Linked DNA regions of Sus scrofa: region 1 is linked to region 2. A link is a contact called in public Hi-C data. All regions are on one chromosome and are shown on one strand. The core of a region is the stretch at or near the end of the contact, and the rest is flanking DNA. Distances in the headings are between cores, read along the strand shown.

What was found. Hi-C and Micro-C count contacts between places; a contact is called where the count stands out from the background.
Region 1: a contact with region 2 is called in a Hi-C map of retroperitoneal adipose tissue, with 1.8 times the contacts expected there. The contact joins the promoter of CMIP here to the enhancer-like site in region 2. A contact is called at or near these places in 5 of 47 Hi-C or Micro-C datasets (heart right ventricle, liver, retroperitoneal adipose tissue and 2 more) and 1 of 2 datasets of contacts at active chromatin or transcription factors (skeletal muscle).

What each region holds. Positions count from the first base shown.
Region 1 is chr6:6,878,465-6,883,469 of Sscrofa11.1, reverse strand. It overlaps CMIP (C-Maf-inducing protein), which reads left to right and starts at 1,596. Exons shown (of 21, transcript XM_021093761.1): 1 at 1,596-2,152. The coding sequence starts at 1,856.
Region 2 is chr6:6,735,220-6,740,756 of Sscrofa11.1, reverse strand. All of the region lies in intron 2 of CMIP (C-Maf-inducing protein), which reads left to right. Among named protein-coding and RNA genes, the nearest start is that of PLCG2, 130 kb to the right of the region's middle. Within about 2 kb of position 4,041, at least 14 of the 83 cell types and tissues checked have an H3K27ac peak or open chromatin away from gene starts, as enhancers often do. A contact at or near this core is called in liver, retroperitoneal adipose tissue, skeletal muscle and 1 more, where this site is marked.

The DNA of each region.
Region 1 (5,005 bases), core at 347-2,846, 150 kb before region 2:
TCACCTAATGGTGCCCCCCCAGTGCTCAGGAGGAGACAAGAGCTCTGCCCATCTCCTGGGCAGACTGGAGGTGAGTCTTATCTGGTGAGGGATGTATGCTGGGCCTGCCTTCCACTGGGGAACCAACTGGGGCCAGGCTCAGGAGAGAGACTTCTGGGGAGCCCTCATGTGTCTACACAATCGCCACTGTAGGGCTGCCATGGACTAACTTCAGCACTCACGATGCAAGTGAACGCATGCTCACACTCTCACATGTCCACTGTAGAGGCACCTTCACTTAACAGAAAGGCACAGATCTGGGGGCTTGAATGGTATGAACTGCAGACGTGTGCTGGCTGCGCTAAAGCCCCACCTGGGAGCTGAGACCTGGCTGGGTGGCTTCAGGTGCCATTCCTGATGGCAGAAAGGCAACATTTTTTGTTTCACAGCTGGAGTTCCCCAGTGACACCATGCATCAGTCCCCAAAGGTGCTTCCAATATGATTCTCTTACACTTCTGCACAGGGCCTGGGGGTACAGAAATGAATGACCTGGTCCTGGCCTGCGGGCAGAGGTAAAGAAGCTGGAGTTGCCGGGGTGCAGGTGGGTGGGGAGCGGGTACCTCTGGGGAGGGATTTTTTTCCCCCCCGCTAGGTTCCTATTAGGAACTAATCAGAATCCAGCAGCAGAAGGCAGGAGGGGTGCTGGGGAGCCTGTCCCCTCCACCCTGGGTGGCTTCAGGACCCCAAGGGCCAAGGGCAGGAGGACATCTGTAAATGATCAGGAAGCCTGCAGAGTCCCACAGGCTGAGCCAGGGCAGTGTGGCTCATTATCTGGATAACTGATGGGACATTTTCAATTCGAGGAAACATCTCTGTCTTGTGGCGCCATCTGGCCAGTCAGGTGAACAGCCTGAGCTGAAGGGGGAGTGGGTGCAGAGGTCAAGCCGTCCTGCCCACACCCCTCCCTCCCGGCCGGGTCCCTCGGGGTTGCACCTGGCCGCACCTCCGCCATCCGCGTGGACAGGTTTCGGGACGCTGGCCTTTCGAATCCCGGCCGGCCGCGGCGAGTCCCTGGATCCGTCCGGCCCGCGGGCCGCGGGGCTCGGCACCCGCCTGGGCACCGGCGGGGGCGCGGCTGGGCGTGACGTCACGCGCCCCGCCCCCGCGGCCCCCGCCCACTCCCCAGGTTCCGGGCAGGGCGGTTCGGTGCCTGCCGGGGCTCGCCCGCCCCAGCCCCCTCCCCGGGGGCCGCCCCCTCTCGTCGGGCCGCGCCTCGGCCCCTCGCGTCCCCGCCCGGCGGCGGACTCCGCCTGCTAGAGGCCGAAGCCGCGGCGGCCGCCGCCGTTGCCGCCATTGACGTCAGAGGGGCGGGCACATGACCCCGCGGGGACCAATCGCGCGGGCGCCGAGCGGCTTCTGCAATCTCTCAACTGAGCCGGCCCCCGCGGCCCCCGCCGCACACTCGCCCGCGGACGGCCGCCCAGACACACGTACTGTACACACGAGCGGGCGGCGGGGCCGAGACACGCCCGCCCGCGCGGCCCCCGCTCGCCGCCGCCGCCGCCGCCGCCGCCGGGCCCCCGGCCCCCCTCGGCCCCCCCGGCCCCCCGGCGCTGCCCCGCGTCCCCGCCCGCCCGTCCGCCGAGCCGGTCCGGCCGCCGCGAGCATGCACCCGACGAGCTAGGAGGAAGCCGGAGGAGCCCCGCAGGAAGGACCGAGCGCCGGCTGCCCGCCCGCCCGCCCGGGCCCCTCCCCTGCGGGGCGCCCCCAGCCCCACACCCCCCCACCTTCCTGGGGGGTGGGGGGGTGCGGGCCGCCGACCGCCCGGGACAGCCCGTCTCCCCGCCCCCGGCCCCCTCCCCGGCCCGGCAGGCCATGGATCTGACCAGCAGCTCGGGCGGCGGCGATCCTCGGCAGATTGAGGAGACCAAGCCGCTGCTGGGGGGCGACGTGCCGGCCCCCGAGGGCACGAAGATGGGCGCCGTGCCCTGCCGCCGGGCCCTTCTGCTGTGCAACGGGATGAGGTACAAACTGCTGCAGGAGGGCGACATCCAGGTCTGTGTCATCCGGCACCCGCGGACCTTTCTCAGCAAGATCCTCACCTCGAAATTCCTGAGGCGCTGGGAGCCGCACCACCTAACGCTGGCCGACAACAGCCTGGCGTCCGCCACGGTGAGTCGCTCTGCGCGGCGGCGCGCCTGCACCCCCGCACCTCCCCTCGGGGCCCGGGAGGCGCCCCCTCCCACCGGCTGCCCCCAGCCTGCCGCTGCACCTGGAGCCCGGGGCCTGCGGGGCGCCGGGGGTCGCCGTGGGGGGAGAGGCGGGGAGAACCGGGCGCCCCCCTCCGGGCCTGGGTTCCGGGCTGGATTGTGGAATCCGAAGTTCTGCCCAGCCGGCGGGCTCGGGGAGACCCTTCTAATTCTGGAGACGATCTGGCCCACCCCAGGCTGAACATTTGGGGACCTCCGGGCCCAGCGCTTGTGTTAATTACGGATGGGACCTTGGGACAGATCCGAAGCAGGGCCCTGAGGGTGGTGGGGGTTCCCTTTCTGAAAGCCCATCTGGATCTGCGCCCGAGGGGAAAACAAAACAACTCAAAAAAAAAAAAAAAAAAAAAGAGGAAAAAACCCAACAACCTCAAAACCCCAAAACCCAAAGAATTTCCAGAAGCCAGTTCCTTTCTTTGCTCTACCCGTCTTTTTCCTGCCCGGGCTGGCAGGCAAAACTGGGTGCTTCCCTTTCCGAAAAAAATTTCATTCGCCCATGGGGGGGGGAGGGGGCAGGGGTCCTGCGCTGTCTCCTCCCCATGGAGGGCCAGGGCGGTCAAGTTCTCTGTGCGGAAGCTGGCCTGTGGGGCTCAGGTCTTGCATTGTCTGTGAAGTGTTGTATACGTGTGTTTTGTTGCTGGCGGTTTTGTGTTGTTATTGCTATTGTTTTTAAGTATATGGCTGGGATTGGGTCAGCCGGAGGAGAGGGACAGAAGTCATTGATCTGTTTCTGAAACAGAAAATCTGCAAGGTGGAGAGCTGGGCTGTGGTGGGGTCGCAGCGGGGGAGGGTGGCGGGCAGGAGCCTGAACAGGATGCTTTGTGTTTTGAAACAAGGACAGTTGAAAGCACCAGCTCTGCTTGGGCCCAAGCCTTGCCGAGGGGGTCCTGTCCTCCTCGGAGGGGTGGCAGGTCTTCTCCAGGATGCACACTCCCCCCTCGGGCGACCGTGATCCTGTTTACTAAGCACAGTGGGGCAGGGGGTGGGGGGGAGGCGAATCCAACGCCTGCCCACACCTGTGCCAAGAAAACCCAGCCAGGAAACAGGGTGTCGCTTACATGGCATGTCACAAACGTGTAGCGTGTGCAGACATTTCCCCGGCATCCATGTTCCCTTGGCAGTGTGTCACAGGCCGTGACACATGCTCCAAGGAATGGGGAGGGGGGAAAAGTTAGCCGAAGAAAGCATACTCCTCGAAACAGCTCCCCCCCTCCCGAGAGCATTGAAGCACACGAGGACTTTTATTCTGAATTTTGAGTCCGACGTGCTCAGAACACCTATTTTTCTTTCCTGTGGGCACGTTGGTGCAGTCTGCAAAGACCGCTCTCTCGGGAAGGCTCGCTGGTTGCCATGAAGCGGTCCAGTCCCGGTTTCGGGCTCGTGCATGTTCTGAAGCCCATCCTGAGCCACAGGCCTTGGCATTCGGCTTTTCATTTGATGGAAGGAGAGCCTCGGAAAATTCGCCAGCACGCAGTGTTTCAGACCCGGGGATGAACTGTGTCCCCAGTAGTTCCCTGCCTGGGTCGACAGCCTCCATAGCTGGCTTCAGGATTTTTCCTGGCTGGGCAGTGGTGGTGGTAGTGGGGGGGCTTTCTTCTTCTTTCTGCCACCCCTCAAGATGAAGGGGAGATGGGGGGAGGGGGAAGAAAATGGTTGAGAGGCACCGTGACCTCCCTGGGAAGGACAGGCGGGCTCTCTCGGTGCTCCCCTGGGAGAAGCCGAGGCTGTGCTCCAGCCCATGGTTGGGGGAAGCCAGCTCGGGAGGCTCAAGCTCCCCCCCCCCGGTTTACCTCTGGTTGCTCAAGAGCTACCTACATGGGGGGCGGGGGGAGAAAGACTGAGGCCCTGCGCCAGCTCCTTAAGCAGCCAGGGGCCCCTGCACCACCTTCCCAGCTGAGGTGGGTGGCACCTTTGGAGCTTTGGCCTCACGGGAGAGGAGCTGTGATTTTCTGGGCTGGGGATCAAGGGCCATCCGTGGAACAAGATTGTGTCGGCAGAGCCTTGCTCTGGCGTTGGTTGGGAAATGTGGAAGGAGGAACTACGAGCAAGTGTCCGCTGGGCTGGCACAGGCCCCTTCCGCTGCCTGCTGTGGGCAACCCCCGTGGGCTGGGCACAGGGGATGGGGGGGGTCTTTCAATCCCGCCGTGGGGGGCTCTGGTGGGGCGCCAGGTTCCCCATGCTGGGGGCCTGTGAACCTGGAAGGGGGCTGCTGAGATGGGCCCAGCCCAGGCTGTGGCCCTGCGAGGTGGGGCTGGCACTGCCACTGGGGACCTTGCCCGGTCAGGAGACACCTGGTTGTTGGCGTCCAGGCCCCGGGGGAAGCAGAGCAGCCCCCTGAGGGGTTTCCCTGAGGCCTGAGCATTATGTAATCTGTCTGCGCTTTAGAGCGTGGCCCAACCCAAGCACTCGATTGAGAAATATTAGCCCAAATGAAACACAGGTGAATTTGCGTGCAGTTTGCTACAACCGAACGCCCCACGTGGCCCCGCCTCGAGCTGCCGATGTGTCAGGTGTGTGGTGTTGGTCGCAGCCGTCTGTAAGATGCCCATCGTTCTTTTACTTAGCCGTCTACACAGCCCTTCTCAGACCCATCTGGTAATTATGTGGTTAATTGTGTGGGCTTCAGGCACAAGACTCAGAGTGATTGATCTGGATTCAAACCAATAAACAAACCACATTCACTCTTAAAGTCTGTCTACACTGATCCAATTAGCTGGATGGTGGTCAGAGTTACAGACCAGGCTGCCAGGACCACAGC
Region 2 (5,537 bases), core at 2,792-5,291:
GCAAGTAAGCAATAGATGCCACTTTTTGCTCTACTTTGAGTGAGGAGGTTTCTTACTTCTCATTGACCTAAGTTTTTTAGACTGATGGAATTATGAGCCATCTCCTTGGAAAAGTGTGCATTTTGTGTGTATTGGTCAGGACCGTTGGTTGGAATTGATACAAACATTATTCAAACAATTCAAATTGATACAAACATTATTCATTATTATCGGAAGCAAAAACAGAATTTGATGCTGTAACTGTATTAAAGTAATGGGGGTGGGGGCGGGGTACTAAGAGAGGACTTCAGGCATAGCTGTATCCAGGAGTCAAATGCTATCATTAATATTCAGTCTCACACCCCCGCCCCTGGCCCCCATCTCCTGGCTTTGCTTCTATTTGCCAGCTTCATGGTCAGGCAGAGTCTTTCCATGTGGTGGGAAAGGTGGACCTCTAGAAGCCTCAAGCCACATTCCTGGAGCTTGCAATCCTTAAAATAATACGAGAGCCCATTTTCCTTTCAGTGTCTTTATAGAATCTCATGGAAGATTCTGACTGGCTGTGCTGTAGTCCCGTTCACCCCAGGGGATGCCCTACCCTGGGTTACCTTCCCGCCCTTACCACAGTGTACGCTCATAGCCCCCCAAGGACCTCATGGGTGGGGAGAGGTGGGTCCACCAAGAAAGGAATTGTGGCAGAAAAATACAACAAGGCTGCCGCGGTACCTGCCTGTGACACATTGCACACATTTCGAGGAGTACCACCCCAGTTTCCAGCAGGTACACACGTCAGAAGAATGGAGTCTCCCAGCATGGGGAGGATGCCTTGGCCTCTTTTAGGAATATTTTCCTTCTAACTCAGTTGCTCCTGCGAGGTCTGCTCTGAGCCCAGAGAGATGCTGCCTAAAACTTGTTTCACAAGTGGCCACTGGATCGCTTAACAACATTGGGGCCAAGAGGCATGCAGTTGGGCCTCTGTGGAGAGTTGAACTCCTCAACCCGAGTGTTCACATCCCTGCGGAAGTCCCATCCTTTACTGTCATCTCGGAGGACACCAGAGCCACGCCCGCCTGTCTCTTTTCTCGTCTCTCACACTCTACTTCACCGGCTCTCGCCTTTGCCAGCCTCACCTCCCGCCAGCAGAGCTTCTCATCCTCTGTCCTGCCCACCTGTGGCTACTGCTCTTGCTGGGAAGACCGTGGTCCCTCCCGGCCCCCTTGGGCCGGAAGGGGGGAGCAGCAGTGGGAAATAGGGAGGGAGGGGCAGCAATATAGGATTCCTTGGAAACAGGCTGAGACCATCCCCCTTGAATCACAGAGCACTGCCTGGCCAGTCCATCCCTGTGCTGGGGGTGGGGAGGTGACTAAGCCCCTGGGTCTCATCCTTAAAGAGCTGCTGGGCCCCCTGGGGAGACAGAGCCGTAAACAAATGACTGCGGAGGGAGCAGCTGAAGCAGAGGCGTGTCCCCGAGGACTGGGCGCCCAGAGCAGGGAGTGACTCATGTGGTCTGGGGGCACCAGAGGAGGCTCCCCTGGCGATTTTAGAGCTGGGTGCGGAGGGATGAGTAGGAGTGTGCCGGGAGCAGGGAGCAGGGCAAGGGGGTGCACAGCATGAATGTGGGGGAGGCAGTGTTGTGTGCCCTGCCCTGGAAGAGAGGGGGACGCGGGGGCGGGTCCCTGCAGGTGTGTCCGGAGCCAGATCATGCAGGTCCTATCAGCTGAGTGAAGAAGCCACAGCAGTTTTCTGAGGGCCATGGGGAGCCATTGAAAACTCCTGAGGGGTAGAGGGGACCGCAGGGGGATCGCCCTGGTTGTGGGGCGCTGGATCTGTGAGTGGAACAGCTCCCTGGGTGCAGCAATCGCTCCACCAGCAGCGGCTTCTGGCGCTGGAGGGTCACTGTACCCCCGAGGAAGGTCTGGGCATCACCTGCCCCGGGGAGGGCAGTGAGGCTTGGAGGATGTAGGTCACTGGTCAGCACCAGAATGTCCCTTTAATGCAGGCCGTGGCCGCGGGCCGGCGCTGCTGACTTGCCTGGCCTCGAGTCAGAGCTCCCCCTGCCGTGCTGATGGGCGGCTAGGCCTGCAGCTGCTCCAGGCCCCCCCTCGCTGCCCCCTGCTCCCGTGGAGCCAGAGGCTGGAGCAGGATCGCAGGAGGAGGGGGAGGAGGAGGAGGCTGGCGGCTCCTGGGATTCAGAGCGGGACTCGGAGCCGGGTGAGAAGCAGACGCAGCCTTTGCCCGTCGCCCAGGGAGGCCCAGGTGGGTGCAGCTCTGCCTCTGCCCCTGCCCCTCGGTCTCTCCCTCGCTGACACTGTCACCACTTTACCTTGCTTCCTTCTTGTTGTCACCCTCCTCCCTCCTGTGATTCATGGGCGGCGTGTGGCCTTCTTGTTATATAAGCAGGTTCCAAATCATCCGAGAGATGGGCTGTGGGCTGGGAGGTCCGCATGGTTATGGGGGGGCCTGGGGGCGCATGGGGCCCAGGGTGGTGCCCTCAGGTGCCAGGCAGGGCGCCCCTTAAGCGCTGTGATGATGGTCAGCTGGCTTGTCCTGATTCACGTGACAGGCCCCAGAGCCGTCCTCCCTTGGAGGGGAGGCGCGGAGGGTGAGGACAGAGGCAGCCAGGTGTGCTCGGAGGGCAAGGCTGATGGAGCTGCCCCCCACCTTCTCCATCAGTAGAGGATGAGGGTGCCTTGAACTGTGCTGCAGCCAAGAGCCACGTAGGGTTGTTTGCATTCAAATTTATTGACTCAAGAGGGCAGTTTCTCGGTCCCCTGGCCCTGTTCCGAGTGTTCAGTAGCCAGGTGTAGACAGTGGCTACGGTTGTGGCCAGTGCAGGTAGAGAGCGTTTCCATCACACACAGGATGTGACCCCAGGGCTGTTCGCTTTGACCCTAAGCTCCGGACACCGCCTCCCACCCCACCCCCCAACGGGAAATAGCCTCAGGATACAGGGGCGGCTGTAGGACTCCAGCATCCCTGAGTGGGTTCCGTCCTGCTGCGCCTGGTGTGGCTGTGCTGGCCGTAGGGTGCTGTCGGGGCGCGGGGATCTGCCCGGCCTCTCTGTCTCTCTCAGCTTCCCCGTCCCCACGTGAGTCTCTTTGCGTGTCTCTCCCTGCCGCGCTCTCTCCACCCCTCCCCTCTGCCCTCTCTCCGTCTCCTGAGACGCGCGGCCCGTCTCCTGTCCTGTAGTTTGTTTTCTCTGCCGTCTTTCCAGGCCTCTCTCCACCCGAGCGCGTTCCTCTGTGTTTCCTGACTCAGTTCTCCCCTCTCTCCTCTCCTGTCCCCCCGCCCCCGCCCCTCTCCCAGCTGCCTGGTGAGAGTTTGAGTCCATTCTTCCCCCAGACCCCCGGGGAGCTAACCTGCCTGCATCACCAGCAGGTTAAGAAATGCTCTCGGGCAGTCGTGCCCCCTCTCTTGCCCGAGACACCGAGCAACACGCCAGCAGGTCCCGTCGCCAGACAACGGCGCCAGCCCTCCAGCCTGGGTCCAGTGGGTGTGTGTCTCGATGCTTTGTGTATTTCGGTGTGAGCTCCCTAATGCCGTGTTTTTAGAGCCCTGGGTGCAGAAAGGACCTGTGTATCTTCTTTCTTCCCTGAATGCCCTTTCTGCTGGCCCTTGGCTCTGAGGAGTAGCGCCGCAAGTGCAGAAACGTGTGGCAGAAGCACCGGGGTGCTCCTTGCCAGCCCGCGCGGGTGGGGGCTGCCCAGCGGGATTAAGAGCCGCGCGTTCGGTGGCGGGTCCTCTTCCAGGGATCTCTGCCTCCTACGTGGGTTTCCCCCTCTTCGTAAGAGGTGGACGGAGTCCACTGCTTGTAAAACAAGGGTCCGGGCGGGTCGAGATCAAGGGCTCCCTCCTTTCCCCGGAGGCGCTGCTGCGGCCACTTCCTGCAGTGACTTCTGAGGCCCGCTCTCCTTGCCGTTCCCAGAAGCCCTGGGGAGGCCAGGCAACTGTTTACCCCAAACGCTGGCGGGGGTGGGGGCGGCGGGGCAGGGACAGGGCGGGTTCCCTTCTTACTGGAAGCCGGAGAGAAAGACCTTTCCGGCCTGTAAAGCACGTGCTGTTTTTTCCCTAAGAAGCTGGGCGGGAAGGAGAACCTGGGAACAGTCACCCACGGGGCACCCTCAGCTGTTTTTCTCACCTCTCGAGACAATACAACAATGAGGGAGAACTTGGCAACTTTCGAAGAGGAAATTAGGCGGAATTTGCCTGGAACGAGGCCCTTTGAGTATTCGAAAGATTTATCACCAGGAGAAGTCCTGCCGCCTGGGCAGGCCTGCCCACTTCCAGGGGCTCTCTTGCCCAGGCTCCCTCAAGTGACCCCCAGGACTTGGAGCCAGGCCCTGAGTCCCGTGGGCCCGGGTCATCCAGGCTCAGCCATCACACGTCAGGGTAGTGACACTGCAGAAACCCACTCTGTCCCCGGGCCCGCTCCCCTCTCCCTTTCCTGGGAAGCCACTGAGAGATGCCTGGGGTTCTAGAGGTCCCCCTGCCCCCATGGCCTCTGTCCTTCTGAACTAGATTAGAAACTAGAGGAAGGAGCTGGACGGCCCACGCTTGTCACAGCCTCTCTGGCTTCGACAGGGGACATGTCTGTGAGGGGGCAGTGGCCACACCGAAGGTCACCCCCCTCTTCTGGAGGAAAGTTCTGGCCCACCCTCTGGTTCGAGGGGTGGGGCCTCCTGGTGATCGGAACTGGCACCAGGAGGCCCCACCCCTCCACCCGCATGATGCTTTCAGATTTCCCAGCCCAGTTCCTGGGAACCCAGCGGTAGGGAAGACAGGCTGTAGGGAGAGAGCAGGCTGTGCAGCCTTGGACAGCTGGGATCCCCTCTCTGGGCTTAAGATTGATCTGTAAACTGGACCCGTGATACCTGTCTCCCTGGGTGTTGCAAAGATCAGCAAGATTGCATGTAAAATCCTCAACACTTAGCACAAGAGGTGTTCGGGAAAGATCTGCCCAGACTGCTTCTAGGGCCCTCGTCAAATACGGCGCAGGGAAGAGAGGGCGTCAAGGCTGACTAGTTCTTTGAAGTTCACTGTGTGTGAAATGTTCTCAGTGAACAGAATAGGTATACTGACGCTTCATTCCCCCTGCTGTCCACTCCCTGCCCACCCATTTATCCACCAGTCTGTTCACCATCTGTCCATCATTCCACCCATCCCTCTGTCCATCCACCTTTCCATTTATCCATGTATCCATCCCATTAGTCAGTCAGGCAGTCAGTCAACAAACATTTATCTGAGTTTTATGGACACAGTGGTGAATAAGTCAGACATGCTTGGTCCCCAACCTCACAGAGCCCACGGGCTGGAGAGGAGGAAGACCAGTGATTACAGGACAGTGTCATCTGTTCGATGAGGTATCGTCACCTGACGTGGTGATGGGGGGCGGGGGCAGGCACCACTAAGACACCGGCATGTCGGGTGAGACCCAAAAGGCAGATGGTTGAGGGAGCGAGGGGCTGGAGGCAGTGCGTTCCTGCTGGGAGGGACCCGCCATGGGAAAAAGGGACAGGAAGCAGAGCGTGCCAGCTCGTTCTAGGCTGCGGTAACACAGC